Regions from separate parts of the Mus musculus genome. Here all the other regions are linked to region 2. A link is a contact called in public promoter capture Hi-C data. All regions are on one chromosome and are shown on one strand. The core of a region is the stretch at or near the end of the contact, and the rest is flanking DNA. Distances in the headings are between cores, read along the strand shown. Region 1 holds the start of Twnk (twinkle mtDNA helicase). Region 2 holds the start of Btrc (beta-transducin repeat containing protein). Region 3 holds the start of Oga (O-GlcNAcase). Region 4 holds the start of Sfxn3 (sideroflexin 3).

Region 1 (3,238 bases), core at 98-2,597, 360 kb before region 2:
CTGTAGACCAAGCTGGCCTTAAACGCAGAGATTCATCTGCCTCTGCCAACCAAATGCTGGGATTAAAGGTTATGCACTACCAACGCCAGGCTCATCTTCAACTTCCTAAACTGCACACAAACACGGATATAAGGTGCCTTGCCCAATGCCATACCAGCAAGAGCAACAGGGCATCCCGTGTCCTTCAGAAGACAGCCTCCAGACTCTTTCATGTGTTTTGAAGTCATTATTATTCGTATTTCAGAAAACACGGTCCTTGTACAAGTGTTGTACACTTCTCACATCTCAGCTTGCAAGGAGGCCAATTGAATCAGAATTAGGGTATTCACAAGGTCACTGCACCTAGCTACAAGTGGGCAAAGGAAAAGGTTCTTCTTTATCTCAGGCCACGCCCCGGCTGGTAGGCTCCACCCACCTACTCGGCCTGAGCTTGAAATCCAAAAGAGGAACCAATCCTATCCCTCTCACGGTCCAAAGCGCCTGGTTCTTTACTGTGCTTGCATCGAAGCTGGAGCAGAATCCCGGAGTTCTCTGGGCCGCAGCCCGTGGAGGGCAGTCCGTTTGTTGGTGAAGGGGTGCCACTGGCCCTGGATGCTCGGGTTGTCCGTGTGGAAGGGCTTGCGGATGCGGATCACATCCAAGCCGGACTGGTCTGCCAGCTTCTGCACCAACGACTTGATCTCCTCCACCGACTTGCTGTTGACGTTTTCCTCGCGCACAGCCCCATTAACTGGGAGAGGGACGTGGAGGGGATGAGTGGAAGGCGCCAGGTCGGAAATCAGACAAACAGAACGCAGCGGGCAAGCCGGGATCCCGCGCCGCCCACCCCCGCCCTAGCTCGGCCCCACTCACGGTATTCGGCCACTATTCGTGGCATGGCGCACGGGCGCGGGTTCACGTATACTACGACTCCTGGGTTCCGTCGGGCGAAGTCGGTCACCTCGCGTTCCACGAACTCCCTGCGAGACCCGGCGAAGGTGAGTACGGTGGCCCGAACCCAGCCCCATAGCTCCCCGCCTCCCTTTCCGGCGCTCCCGCTTCCGCGTGCCTCACCTGGCGCCGCGGGACGAGGGCGCATCCCGGCTGAGGCTGAGGCTGAGGCGCTGCAGCTGCTGCACGTAACGCCCTAGCCCATTATGGAGGACGCTGGTCAGAAAGCGGCTCGAAGTCCCGCGACCGGTCATGGCTACGGTTAGAGAGCCAGGACGCGGAGCCGGGGGGCGGGACTAACCGGTGACTTCCGGTTCCGGGGTTGTGGCATGGGCGCCCTGGAGAGTTTTGCTTCCGGAGTCACCGCGAGTAGCGCGTGCGAGCGGGCGACCCACGTTGCGGACAGAACACTAGAAAGGAGAGTGGTGACGCGAAGCTGGGGGCGGGAGCGTGGAGCTTTGAAGTGGAGGGCAGAGCAAGGGAGCCAGTGAGGAAGCCGGGCCGGAGCGCGTGACCTCCAGCAGTGTGGAGAGTGCCTGTGAGCGCTGGGGGCTCGGAGCGCCTGGAGTTGGGGTTCAGACGGGATGCAGAAAGCGGTAGAGATGAGGTTAGCCAGGAGAGTCCGTAGAGGGGTAGTAGACGTGAAGAGATGATACAGAGAAGCCGTTTAGATCGAGGGACCGTAGAAGGATCTAGAAGTGAGCTGGTGGAGAGAAATCCGTAAAGGACCTAGAGATAGGAGAATCCTCAGAGAGAGGCGTAGACGCGAAAGGGCAGTGTAGGTGTGTAGGGATGAAGTAGCAATACACAGGCAACCGAGGGGAGTAAGAACTGTGTTCGTGAAGAAGTTTGAGGAGGGATAAAGAGAAAAGCCAGTAGGAGTGATTTCTGCGAGTGCCTTGTAGAAGGTTTCCTAGGGTCTGGTTTAGTGAAGGCACTGAACCAGACAACAAAAGCTTTTGCAGTAGTGGCGTCCCACTCCATTAGGAATGTGGCTTCTTCTCCGACGTGCATATCCCCTCCGGATCTTGCTGCCACTGCGTGGCGAGTGGGTGGGTAGGAGGGGCCTGCCCAGAAGCTTGGCGCCAGGCCCTCCCCGCAGAAGGTACAGAAAAGAAGCGCTCCCAGCCTTAGAGATGCCAGTGTCGCCGGTGACTACGACTGAAATCCGCCAGTATTTACGTGCACATGGGATCCCCTTCCAGGATGGCCACAGCTGCCTTCGAGCACCAAGTCCCTTTGTGGTGTCCTCAGACATCAAAAATGAGAAAAAGGACGCTCCCACTTCCTTCTGCCTCTTCATTGACAAGACCACAGGACACTTTCTTTGCATGACCAGCCTAGCAGAAGGGAGCTGGGAAGACTTGCAGGCCAGTGTGGAGGGACGAGGGGATGGGGCCAAAGAGGGTGTCCTACTTAGGGAAGGCCCAGAAGCTGAGGTTAGGGAGGAGGTCTTGAGGATCTGGAACCGAGCCATACCTCTTTGGGAGCTTCCAGACCCTGAGGAAGCCCAGCTAGCTCGTGTGATGTTTGGCCTTACCAAGGTGACAGATGACACACTCAGGCGATTCAGTGTCCGCTATCTTCGATCTGCTCGAAGTCTGGTCTTCCCTTGGTTCACCCCTGGGAGCTCAGGATTACGTGGCCTGAAGCTACTAGGGGCTGAGGGTCAGGAAAATGGAGTACAGTATGTAGAGACCACCATCCCCCGGCCTGGTGTCTATCACAACCTATTTGGATTACCACTGATCAGCCGGAGAGATACTGAGGTGGTTGTGACAAGTCGTGAACTGGACAGCCTGGCCTTGAGCCAGTCGACGGGGCTGCCAACCCTTTCCCTACCCCGAGGGACAGTCTGCTTACCCCCAGCCTTACTGCCTTACCTTGAACAGTTCCGTCGGATTGTGTTCTGGTTAGGAGATGACCTTCGATCCTGGGAAGCTGCCAAACTGTTTGCTCGAAAACTCAACCCCAAGCGATGCTCTCTGGTGAGGCCTGGGAACCAACAGCCTCGTCCCCTGGAGGCCTTAAACCAAGGCTTAAGTCTTCCCCGTATTCTTCGTACCGCCCTACCTGCCTGGCACAAGTCTATTGTGTCTTTTCGGCAGCTCCGAGAGGAGGTTTTAGGAGAACTGTCAAATGTAGAGCAAGCGGCTGGTGTCCGTTGGAGCCGCTTCCCAGACCTGAATCGTCTGCTGAAGGGACATCGGAAGGGCGAGTTGACGGTCTTTACAGGTGACTCTATAAGATCACTGCTTCGGAGCTGGAGAGACGGCTCAGTGATTAAGAGTACTGGCTGCTTTTGCAG
Region 2 (3,385 bases), core at 818-3,317:
GTTTCTCTGTGTAGCCATGATTGTCTTGGAACTTGCTCTGTAGATCAGGCTGGCCTTGAACTCAGAGATCTGCCTTCCTCTACCTCCAGAGTGCTAGGATTAAAGTTGTGTGCCATAATGCCTGGTTTATTAGAAGTTATTAATGTAAAATTTCTAGTGATGGGCATAAAGTGATGGTGACAGCAGCTGTGACCAACGTTGCTACTTTTTAAAATACAGACTTCCATTTGTAGCCTAGGCTAGTGTGGAACTCAACTATGCAGATCAGGTGAGTGTTGAACTCTGCAGCATCAGCTCCAGACTAATTGGTCTTCCTTTAACCTGTAGAGTGAGTATATTTGCCTTCTGCCAAAACTAAGTTGGTCTAGTGAGATGGCTCAGTGGGTAAAGGCATTTGCCACCAAATCTAATTATCTAAATTTGATCCCTGGGACTTACATTATGGAAGAAGAGTAATAACTTTTTGTTTGTTTGAGTCCTGGTTTCACTATGTAGCTCGGGCTGTCTTGGAACTTCCTATGTAGACCTTGTGAACCTCGAACTCACCAGCTGCCCCCTTATCTCCACAAGCCAAGTGCACCTACGTATACACAAAATAAATAAAAAAGTAAAAAAAAAAAACCAACAAAACAAACAAACAAACAAACCCAGAAAACACCAACCAACCAACCAGAAAAAGAAAGAACAACAGAAACCTAACCAAAATTTGTTGTATTATTCCTAAGTACCATTCTCTCTTGGCCAATGATGTTCTCCTAATTAAAGATCTACTCCAGGTGAGGCACAGTAGTGGCTGTGGGTCATCATGTGGGTGCTGGAAATTGAACCCAGGTTCATTGCAAGAGTAGCAACTGCTCTTAACCACTGAGCCCATATACCCCAGCTTTTTATGTGGGTGCTAGAAACTTGAACTCAGGTCCTTGTCCTTTCATGGGAAGCACTCTTATCTACTGAGCCATCTCCCCAGCCCCATCTTGTCCCTCTCTTTTCTTTTGTATTTTTCAAGACAGGGTTTCTCAGTGTAGACTTTGCTGTCCTGGAACTTGCTCTGTAGACAAGACTAGCCTCAAACTCACTACATCAACCTGCCTCTGCCTTTGCCTCCTAAGTGTTGGGACTAAAAGCATGTGCCACCACACCTGGCCCATTTCTGGCTTTTTTTTTTTTTTTTTGGTTTTTTGAGACAGGGTTTCTCTGTATAGCCCTGGCTGTCCTGGAACTTACTCTGTAGACCAGGCTGGCCTTGAACTCAGAAATCCTCCTGTCTCTGCCTCCCGAGTGCTGGGATTAGAGGCGTGCGCCACCATGCCCGGCTCCCATTTCTGGCTTTTTATGGCCAAAGACACTACTTATAGATTTCACTTGCTTGATAGTCATTGAATTTCATTTATGTAACACAGGACTTTGATCTCAGGGTTAGCAATGGTAGTTCATACTTTCTGAGCGCTAAACTCAAGGTTTCCTGGAGTGAGTTCTATCTGTCCCTGGCTTGCTTGGGGAGAGAAAAGGCTCTTCTGAAAAAAAAGAGGCAATAATAGCTTAGGATGTTATCGGAATCTTGCATTGATGTTGAGGCTGCTGTTACATGCACACTTGGCTCAAGTCTCTAGGTCTCAATCTTTCTGCAGATGCCAGATGTATGAACTTTAGGAGGGTCTGGTTTTCTAAAATCACAATTAGGGAGAACCAAGGACCCTGAGTTCTCTATTTTCCTAGTATTTGGAATACAGAGGAAGCGCTAGTCGCCATCTTGCTATCAAATGCCAGGCAAGGAGCCACTGGCGTCGTTTGGTAACCACGGTGACACTCCGGCTTTGCCTTCTTAGAGACTGGAAACTACAATTCCCATCAGCCGACTTCCCCTCCGGGCTCTCGAGTGCTCTACATTTGGCTTGCACACAGCCGCGACTCTACGCAGTGACCCGTGGGAGTTGCTGTTCGCCGCGTAGCCTTGCCTTTTGCCGCTGGAGCCTCCAGAACTACAAGTCCCGTGAGGCAGCGGAGTGCGCACGCGCAGAGCCGCGGTCCTCCTCGGGCCCCCTGCCAGTGCCAGGAGGTAAAAAGAGAGGGCGGGGGAAGGAAGAGGAGGCGGGATCCGGACGCTGCGTTGGCTGCGGCCTGGCACGAAAGGGGCGGCCCCGGCGGAGAGCAGACCCAGTAGTCCGGGCGATTATGGACCCGGCAGAGGCGGTGCTGCAGGAGAAAGCGCTTAAGTTTATGGTGAGGAGATGGGTGCGGGCAGGGGACTAGTGGAGGCGGCTGCGTTGGCGTGTCGCTGAGCTTAGGCCAGGGTCACCCGCTCACCGCAGGAGGGGGCAGTGGGACTGGGGGCCAAGGCCAGTGGCGAGGCGGAGGGAGGGACTGGACCTGAGCTTGGGGGAGGGTGCAGGAGGGTACAGAGGGGACCCTGGGGTGGGGGCAGCAGCTCCGCCATCTTGTGGAAGAGAGGCCAAGTGACAGCGGGAGCTCATTCGAGGTGGGGGCTCCTGGCGGCGCGCGGGGCCCCAGAGGGAAAGGGGCGTGGGGACAGTTACTGAAGAGCGGAGGAACCCGGGTGGAGAGACGCCTGTGGACGCTGGCAGGGGCCTTCCCGGTGTCAGGGTTACGGGTAAGGCCTGGGAGAGGAGGTGCACTCAGGAGTGGGGAATAGTGGAGATAGGATAATGGCAAGACAGACACTGGGGGCAGGGGGAAACTGGGCAGGGCTGGAAACTGATGGCTGTAACGGCGAAAGTGGGAAAACCATGGCTGGGAGGCAAGTATTTTTGTAGGATGGGCTGAGAAGATAGCCTTTGCCTAAGGGCTAAGGGTGGAATCCCAGTTAGCTCTACTAATGTTGGCAAACTCTGGAAGAGGCCTCATTTAAGAAGATAAGGACTCAGACCTAGGGCTATGGTGACAGTTCCTGGGAGAGAAAGACAGTGTTGATTGTGAGCTAGAATTACAAATATCAGAAAGGAGATACGTGCTCTGTTTTGAAGGAGAGGGTCAAAATTATTTGTGGTAAGGACAAAGCGATGAAAGAAATGTAGTTACAGGTGAGTGGGGACAAGGTTAATAACCAATAAGAGAAATCAAAACAAAACTTGGGCCTTCAGTGGTGAGGTAGTAAAAAGTGGGGGAAGCCAGGTGCTGTATTGCTTTCTGTGAGAAGAAAGTCCTTGGAGAAATGAGATGTGAGGAAATTTCAGAGGAAGGATGTAGGGAGTAGAGAAAGTGAGATAAGTCGGGATTGGTGGTTGCCCGTGAGTTTTAGGTTGTAGTACAGAGTGAGTATTGCATTTTTAGGGTCTGTGTCAACCCCTTAGGCCCTGTTTCTGTAACTTTGTATGGTGGTTCTCCTTTGCTGTGCTTGTCTTTGGCAACCTTGACCAGTCTGATATTT
Region 3 (3,397 bases), core at 776-3,275, 420 kb after region 2:
CAGCAAGCCCAGTATGTATAACGCACAAAGCACTCATGTTTTCATAAATCTGGGCTCCAGGAACAACGGTGCTCCCCCAAATTTTGCCCTGCTGTTCCATGTCTTCCTGCCAAGAATATTCTCCCTCCAATTAACCTTTCTCAACTACCAGACCTACGACCTCGGTCTTCCATGACAGTGGAAAAGCTGGAGCTCTCAACCAGGAGGCCAACCTAACTTTATCCCTTTTGGCTTGAGTATTAGTCTTTAAAATGTTTTGGTTTGTTTTTTTAAAAAAAACAAGATTTTATTTAATATACAAGTTCACGGTGGCTGTCTTCAGATACACCAGAAGAGGGCATCGAATCTCATTACAGATGGTCGTGAGCCACCATGGATGTGGTTGCTGGGAATTGAACTCAGGACCTCCGGAAGAGCTCTTAATCGCTGAGCCATCTCTTCAGTCCTGAGTACTAGTTTTTATATTCCCCAGTAATAATAATAATAATAATAGAGAAAGAAACTAGAAAACGTTGAGTTTGCCACTAAAAACAAAACAAAAATCAAACAAACAAAAAAATCCATAAGAAAACTCAAATTACGGAGTGCTTAGGGAAGAACTAAGCTTTCCTGAGCTCGGTATCCACCCATTCTATTTCAGAAATTGTAATTAAGATCTTCCGGCATCTTCCCTTACTATCAAAACGCCCTCGTCCTTTTCAACTGTAAATGAGAAGACAGAAATTAAGACTTTCACTGAATTCTAACTCCACATAACAGATGCTCTGAGATATGATATACTGGTATTTACACACACTCCCAAGTCAAAAAAACAGCAATTGTTAAAGGATGATACTTTTCTGGGCTACAAGTGAGTCTTAAGAGGTGAAGGAGGCTTACAGGCTAACAAAAATAAATAAATAAAAATAAAAACAAAACAATTTCCTAAGCCTGAAGGAATCTGTAATATAATAAGCTGACTGCGCTCCTTCACGGGTAAAAACGTGCCTGTGAGGGCTGATTTTTTTTCCCCTTACAAGGATAGGGGCGGGGGATGGGAGCGCTGCACAAATTTCAACTGAAAGCAGGCATCTCTGCGGACTAAGATCCCAAGGTACAAAGAAGTGAAGCCCACAGCCGGACCACAGGCTCCTTCCTTGCCACCGCCTCCTCCTCCGACAAATCTGTGTGGCTCTAAGCCAGAGGAGGGTGGGGTCAGGCTCCTCCATAGCCCGGAGTCGCCGAAGCCGTGACATAGCGGAGGGTAAAGAAGTGTGCCCACCGTCTGTCTCCTCCCCGTAACCCCGTGTGAGCAATGACGGACGCCTCCCGTCCTGGGGGCGGGGAACTGCGGGAAAAGTCACCAGCACGCCCCTCCCGGGGACGGAGGCTGAACACCTACGCGGGACTGGAAGGCCAACTCACCTTCCACGACACCGCACAGGAACCTGCGGGCCCCTCCGGCCGCCCCGACCACGGCCGCAGCCCCGGCTCCCGATGGGTTATCTTCTCCGGGGGCGGGAGCTACCGACTGCTCCAACGAAGCCCCCGAGGCGGCGGCAGGGTTGGCGTTGCGCTCGCTCTCCCGCTCCTCCAGCGCCGCCTGGCTCTCCTTCTGCACCATCCTCCTGCCGCCGGCCACCGCTCCCCTTCGGCCTCGGTCCGTTGGGCCAAAGGCCCGGAGCCCTGCAAAGGGGCCGCGGCTCCGAACGCGCGCCTCCGGGGCTCCTTCCCCTCCCCCTCCGCCCTTCCCCCTTCCTCTCGGCGGGGGCCCGGAGTGCCCGGATGAGAAGGGCGGCGGCACCGGCTCGAGCCCTTTGTCAGCCGCTGCCTCGCCCCGCGCTGGGAGCCGGGAGCCTAAGCGGAGGGCGAGGCAGCCGCCGCGTCTCCACGGAAGGAGGACCGAGGAGGCGCCTTCGCTCGTCCTCCACGCCCGCCGCCCTCCGGACAGCCCGGCGTCTCCGGCTCTCTTCCCCCACCGGAGTCCCTAAGCAGCTCCTGCCGCTGCCTCTGCCGCCCGCTTCCTGTTTATCCGCACTGCGCCTGCGCTACAGACCGGCTCAGACCGGTCCCCAGCCCGGCTCCCCCGCCTTTCCTTGGGATAAGCCCATTGCGCTTTATTTGCTAGGGGAGAAAAAGGACAAAGGGCGCCGTGAACACCGCGGAGGTGTGCGGCGGTGGGACGTACCATTTTGGCTCGCCACCCTCCGGGATGAGCGCCACACTCTGGGTCGGACCATTACCCCACCCGGAGGAGGGGAACATGGGAGAATGCGGCCGGCCGGGGAGTTTGGGAGGAAGGGGGGGGGGGGGGGCGGAAAGGAGGTGTTTACCCTCTCAATGCGCAGGCGCCGGGACGATACTTCTAGTTCTTAAAGTGGTAGGAGACACTGACCTACTTTGGAGATTGTTGTACCAGTTTGGCTCATCGGGGCTGCCTGACCCACGTCTGCTTCTGTGAAGACACCATGCCAAGGAGCTCAGCTCACGCCTCTGTCCTGACTCATTGTTTCTTCTATCCTGTCTTCGGAGTTAACCGTGTTTTAAATTGAGCAGTCAACTGTTTTATTGAGTTTGCCTCATCCTGGGCTGTTGGGACCATTATGACCTCATAATATGGTTAAAACCTGCTGTTACGTCTCTGCCTGATTGAGCCCTACGTTTGTTTTGGGAGAGGCTGTGGTATGAAATTCACCAGACTACGTATGGAGAAGAAAGACTGCATTCCAAGCACAGGGAAAACAAACGTCTAATAAAAGTAGAAGAGAGTGGAAGGCGAGTTTGTTATGGCGATGGAGAGTGTGCGGTGTGCGTAAGGGACATGACCCTTTTAGCCTTAGCATCAGCATTTCCAAGGAAACCCTGCCTCTAAGGGCTTGCCTCCTGTACTCTAAGGGCTTGCCTCAGAGTACACTTGACATTTTGGTTCCTTAAGGGATCTGCCAGCCAGGCGATGGTGGCGCACCTTTAATCCCAGCGCTTGGGAGGCAGAGGCAGGCGGATTTCTGAGTTCCAGGCCAGCCTGGTCTACAAAGTGAGTTCCAGGATAGCCAGGGCTATACAGAGAAACCCTGTCTCAAAAAGACTAAAAAAAAAAAAAAAAAAAAAAAATCTGCCCTGTTTGGGAACAAACCTCTCATGTTCAATGTTAAGAAAGTAGTCAAACTATTGCATATGCCAGAAAGATTTTGCTGAAGGAACCCTGTTATAGCTGTCTCTTGTATGAGGCTATGCCAGTGCCTGGCAAATACAGAAGTGGATGCTTACAGTCTATAAAATGGAACACAGGGCCCCCAATGGAGAAGCTAGAGAAAGCACCCAAGGAGCTGAAGGGGTCTGCAACCCTATAGGTGGAACAACAATATGAACTAACCAGTACCCCCAGAGCGCGTGTCTCTAGCTGCATATGTAGCAGAAG
Region 4 (3,106 bases), core at 236-2,735, 320 kb before region 2:
GGGACACTTTCCTTCCATTCCTCCCTCCATTCCTCCATTGCTATTCTCAATGGAGTCATCCACCCAGTCTCCGGTCCTCATCTGACACTCAGAGAGTAGAGATGGGGGTCACAGCAGGCTCTTGAGTTTTAAAGAGAGAGAGGAGAATGGGTGCCACACAGTTTACTGCAGCATCTTTCCTGTGTGTATATGTATATGGGTAGGGGCTAGCCTCCCGAGCTGGACTTCAGGACCTGGGATAGCTGCGGTCGAGCTTGCCCCCCACCGCCACCCCCAGGTGAATGTCAGGCTCCAGGCTGCAGTTGTGAGTCTAAAGTCGCTGCAAGACTCTATCCCAGGACTGAGTGATCTTCTGGAGAGAGCCCCACAAATCGCTAGTGCAAAACCAGGGGTCACGCCCTCTAGAGCATTTCTGTAAACCAAAAAACAGACTCCCCCATGTAGGACCTCCTGCCTCGCTACCTCTAGGACTTGGCCACCTCACCTGGTCCCGTGTGCCGCCGCTGCCCTTGTCGCCCGCTGGCGGGCGCGATACAGTGAACTAAGGACCCCGCCCACGCTCCGCGCAGCTGCTGGAATAGAGCTACCCTGCGCGGTCCTGGGATCCCATTGGCTGCTGAGACCGCCAGTCATTCTCTTCTAGCACCTTTGGTAGCCTGTCCGGATTGTAGCTTCTCACCTGTCTGATACCTCTGGGCTCTGCCCGCCCCAACTCTGAACCCCAACTGGTCGTTGGAACCCAGGCTCTGGAACTGGCTGGGTTCCACTGGCTACTAGAATCACGTCTTCTCCGGGCCACGCTAGCTTCCTGAAATTGCCATCCCTTCCGTAGTCATCCCTAAGGTCTCTGTGGGAGAATGTCACAAACGAAAGAGCTGAACCTGAGCCTGAGATCAGCAGGAAGGAAAGCTGGAACATGGCTGTGTCGCCGCTGTGCCCTGGGTGCTGATGGATAAGGGATGTGTGTGTGTAATGCCTTCTTCACCTTCGGAGACACCCTGTTCTGGAAAGGCCGCACGATACAGCAGCTGATCCCAGGCCACTAGGAGAAGAATCTTTCTGATGCGCCTGCTTGGATGCAGGCAGAGATCACGGGAAACTTTGGCCGTGCACATCCCTAGGACTGGGGCGTCAGTTTGTGTACGGATAAGTGTTGGGGGTACAAAAAATTGCTGGCACAGTGGAGCTGGGGATTAGGTGGCAAAGGGGACTGGGAACACAAAAGGGGCACAGATACCACAACAATGTGGCTGGAAAGAGATGCGAATGACGAGGATCTGCAAAAGGAGCCTCTAAGACCTGGAGTAGCAGACCAGGGTGCAAGCAAGGAGAGTCCATTGCCAAGGCAGCAATCAAGTAAACAAGCAGTAATCCGAATCCCTCCGGGCGTTGCACCCTCAGAGGCCCGCCCTCCACGCCGCTCACCCGCACCCAGTGCACCTAGACTGGGTGCTGCGGGGGTGGGTGCCTCCAGAGGCAAGCTAAGGGACTGCAAGCGAAGGAGGCAAGTGGGGCGGCTCCTCCCCTTTTCTCCCTGGTTGGGAAGGAGGCCAGAATTGCTTCCCAGGACTGGGTCGGGTTTGGTCTCAACGGCCTGGTCTGGGAGAATCACTCTGGACATCCACTGTCTCGGAACTCTGCCAAGAGGGGGGGTGGGTCAGGCGAACGAGCTCAGGGAGCCCCCGCCCTTCCCTGCTGCTCAGCGTCACGCGTGACGTCTCGGTGATGGCTGGGAGGAAAGCGGAGAGCGGTGAGGAAGGCGGGTCTGAGAGCTTCTAGAGGCTGAAAACCCCGGAAAGCGTGAGTGCCTGCTGCCTTGGGAATCAGCAAAGTGGAGGGGTGAGGGCTTGGGCTCAGAACAGAAGGCTTGCCTTGAGAGAGGTGCTCTCTCTTATGGGAATTCCATATTGCGTGGTCTGTTAGGATCTGTAGGGCACAAGGAGGGGTTGGTTGAGGCTGTGTGTTAGGCATGCTTTCAAATGTCTGCAACTGATAGATATGGCTGAGCGTGTGTGTGTGTGTGTGTGTGTGTGTGTGTGTGTGTGTGTGTAACGGTACTCTGGTTGGTTGACTAGTGTATACAGTGTGACTCTAACCTGTTTGTGTGCTGGGGAGGGCGTGCCTGTCTTTGTGTATAAGTATGTGAAAGTCGGGTGGGGACGGTGTCTACTGTGAGGGAGGAAGTGGGGTTGGAGGGTATTAGTCACTCTGCAGGATTTTTGCCTAACACAGCCAGATGGCTGTTCTTGGCATTCCTTTTTGTGCTGGGCGGAGGGGCATCCATTGAATCTCGCCCTTTCCTGAGGTTTTTCTGAGGCTCAGAGAGAGTTGGGTGGGTGCCTGCGTCAGTTCTATTCAACCCAGGACCAGGGAGAGCCCGGAGTTATTGTGTAGGAGTGGAAGCAAGTGGGTTTGAGGAGGCTATGTGGGTGCTCACATGTTCACAAATGGCTGCCACTCCAGTGCTGTTTGAGATCTGGTACGGATCAGCCCTCAGGTGCCTAATGTCTCCTCCAATCAGGGGCTTGAGTGTGGGCTGCCTTCTGTCATTTTTCCAAACAGCCTTGGAAGTTTTTATCTAAGTCTTGGGGCAGCTGGGGCCTGAAGCTGGAAAGGGCTTGGGTGTGTTATCCATGTTCTGTGCTCCTATAGCAGGAGCTCAAGATAGCTGCCCCAGATTAGCTGCTGCTGGGGAATCACACACACACACACACACACACACACACACACACACACACACACACTCACACACACGTAAATCTGGCATCAGGCCACAGCGTCAGGAAAGCTATATTCTTGGTTCTGGTCTTCCCTCCGGCTCTTAAGTGGCTGTATGTTCCTGGCTAAAACACTACCTAGGGAACAACTCCTCCCCCACCCTTGTTTATGGATCTGGAGTGACCTTGAGCACCTGCAAGCACTGGTCAGTTTCTGGGGCCAAGGCAGAGCCACCAAAGTGTCTCCCAAGTGAAGGAAGTCCTTGGACCTGACCCTTATTCTTGCTACCTTGCAGAAGATGGGTGACCTGCCCTTAAATATCAACATCCAGGAACCTCGGTGGGACCAAAGCACATTTCTAGGCAGAGCCCGGCATTTCTTCACAGTC

Evidence for each region. Promoter capture Hi-C pulls out the DNA fragments that hold promoters and counts their contacts. Capture Hi-C pulls out chosen DNA fragments and counts their contacts.
Region 1: a contact with region 2 is called in a promoter capture Hi-C map of pre-B cells, with 3 times the contacts expected there. The contact joins the promoter of Twnk here to the promoter of Btrc in region 2. A contact is called at or near these places in 1 of 39 promoter capture datasets (pre-B cells), 1 of 115 datasets of contacts at active chromatin or transcription factors (pancreatic cancer cells) and 1 of 9 other capture datasets (liver).
Region 3: a promoter capture Hi-C map of pre-B cells shows a contact between it and region 2, with 3 times the contacts expected there. The contact joins the promoter of Oga here to the promoter of Btrc in region 2. A contact is called at or near these places in 9 of 39 promoter capture datasets (the 3T3-L1 cell line, the C10 cell line, the HPC-7 cell line and 4 more) and 5 of 115 datasets of contacts at active chromatin or transcription factors (embryonic stem cells, extraembryonic endoderm stem cells, large pre-B cells and 2 more).
Region 4: a contact with region 2 is called in a promoter capture Hi-C map of pancreatic islet. The contact joins the promoter of Sfxn3 here to the promoter of Btrc in region 2. A contact is called at or near these places in 1 of 484 Hi-C or Micro-C datasets (uterus), 2 of 115 datasets of contacts at active chromatin or transcription factors (memory CD8 T cells and pancreatic cancer cells) and 2 of 9 other capture datasets (adipose tissue and pancreatic islet).

What each region holds. Positions count from the first base shown.
Region 1 is chr19:45,005,211-45,008,448 of GRCm38.p6, forward strand. It overlaps Twnk (twinkle mtDNA helicase), which reads left to right and starts at 1,348. Exons shown (of 5, transcript NM_153796.4): 1 at 1,348-3,165. The coding sequence starts at 1,920. It overlaps Mrpl43 (mitochondrial ribosomal protein L43), which reads right to left and starts at 1,232. Exons shown (of 3, transcript NM_053164.3): 1 at 1,054-1,232; 2 at 853-959; 3 at 1-730. The coding sequence starts at 1,184. The coding sequence ends at 489.
Region 2 is chr19:45,361,667-45,365,051 of GRCm38.p6, forward strand. It overlaps Btrc (beta-transducin repeat containing protein), which reads left to right and starts at 2,068. Exons shown (of 15, transcript NM_001037758.2): 1 at 2,068-2,220. The coding sequence starts at 2,173.
Region 3 is chr19:45,781,528-45,784,924 of GRCm38.p6, forward strand. It overlaps Oga (O-GlcNAcase), which reads right to left and starts at 2,026. Exons shown (of 16, transcript NM_023799.4): 1 at 1,405-2,026. The coding sequence starts at 1,603.
Region 4 is chr19:45,046,091-45,049,196 of GRCm38.p6, forward strand. It overlaps Sfxn3 (sideroflexin 3), which reads left to right and starts at 1,486. Exons shown (of 11, transcript NM_053197.4): 1 at 1,486-1,800; 2 at 3,014-3,106. The coding sequence starts at 3,017. It also overlaps a transcript of Pdzd7 not described here.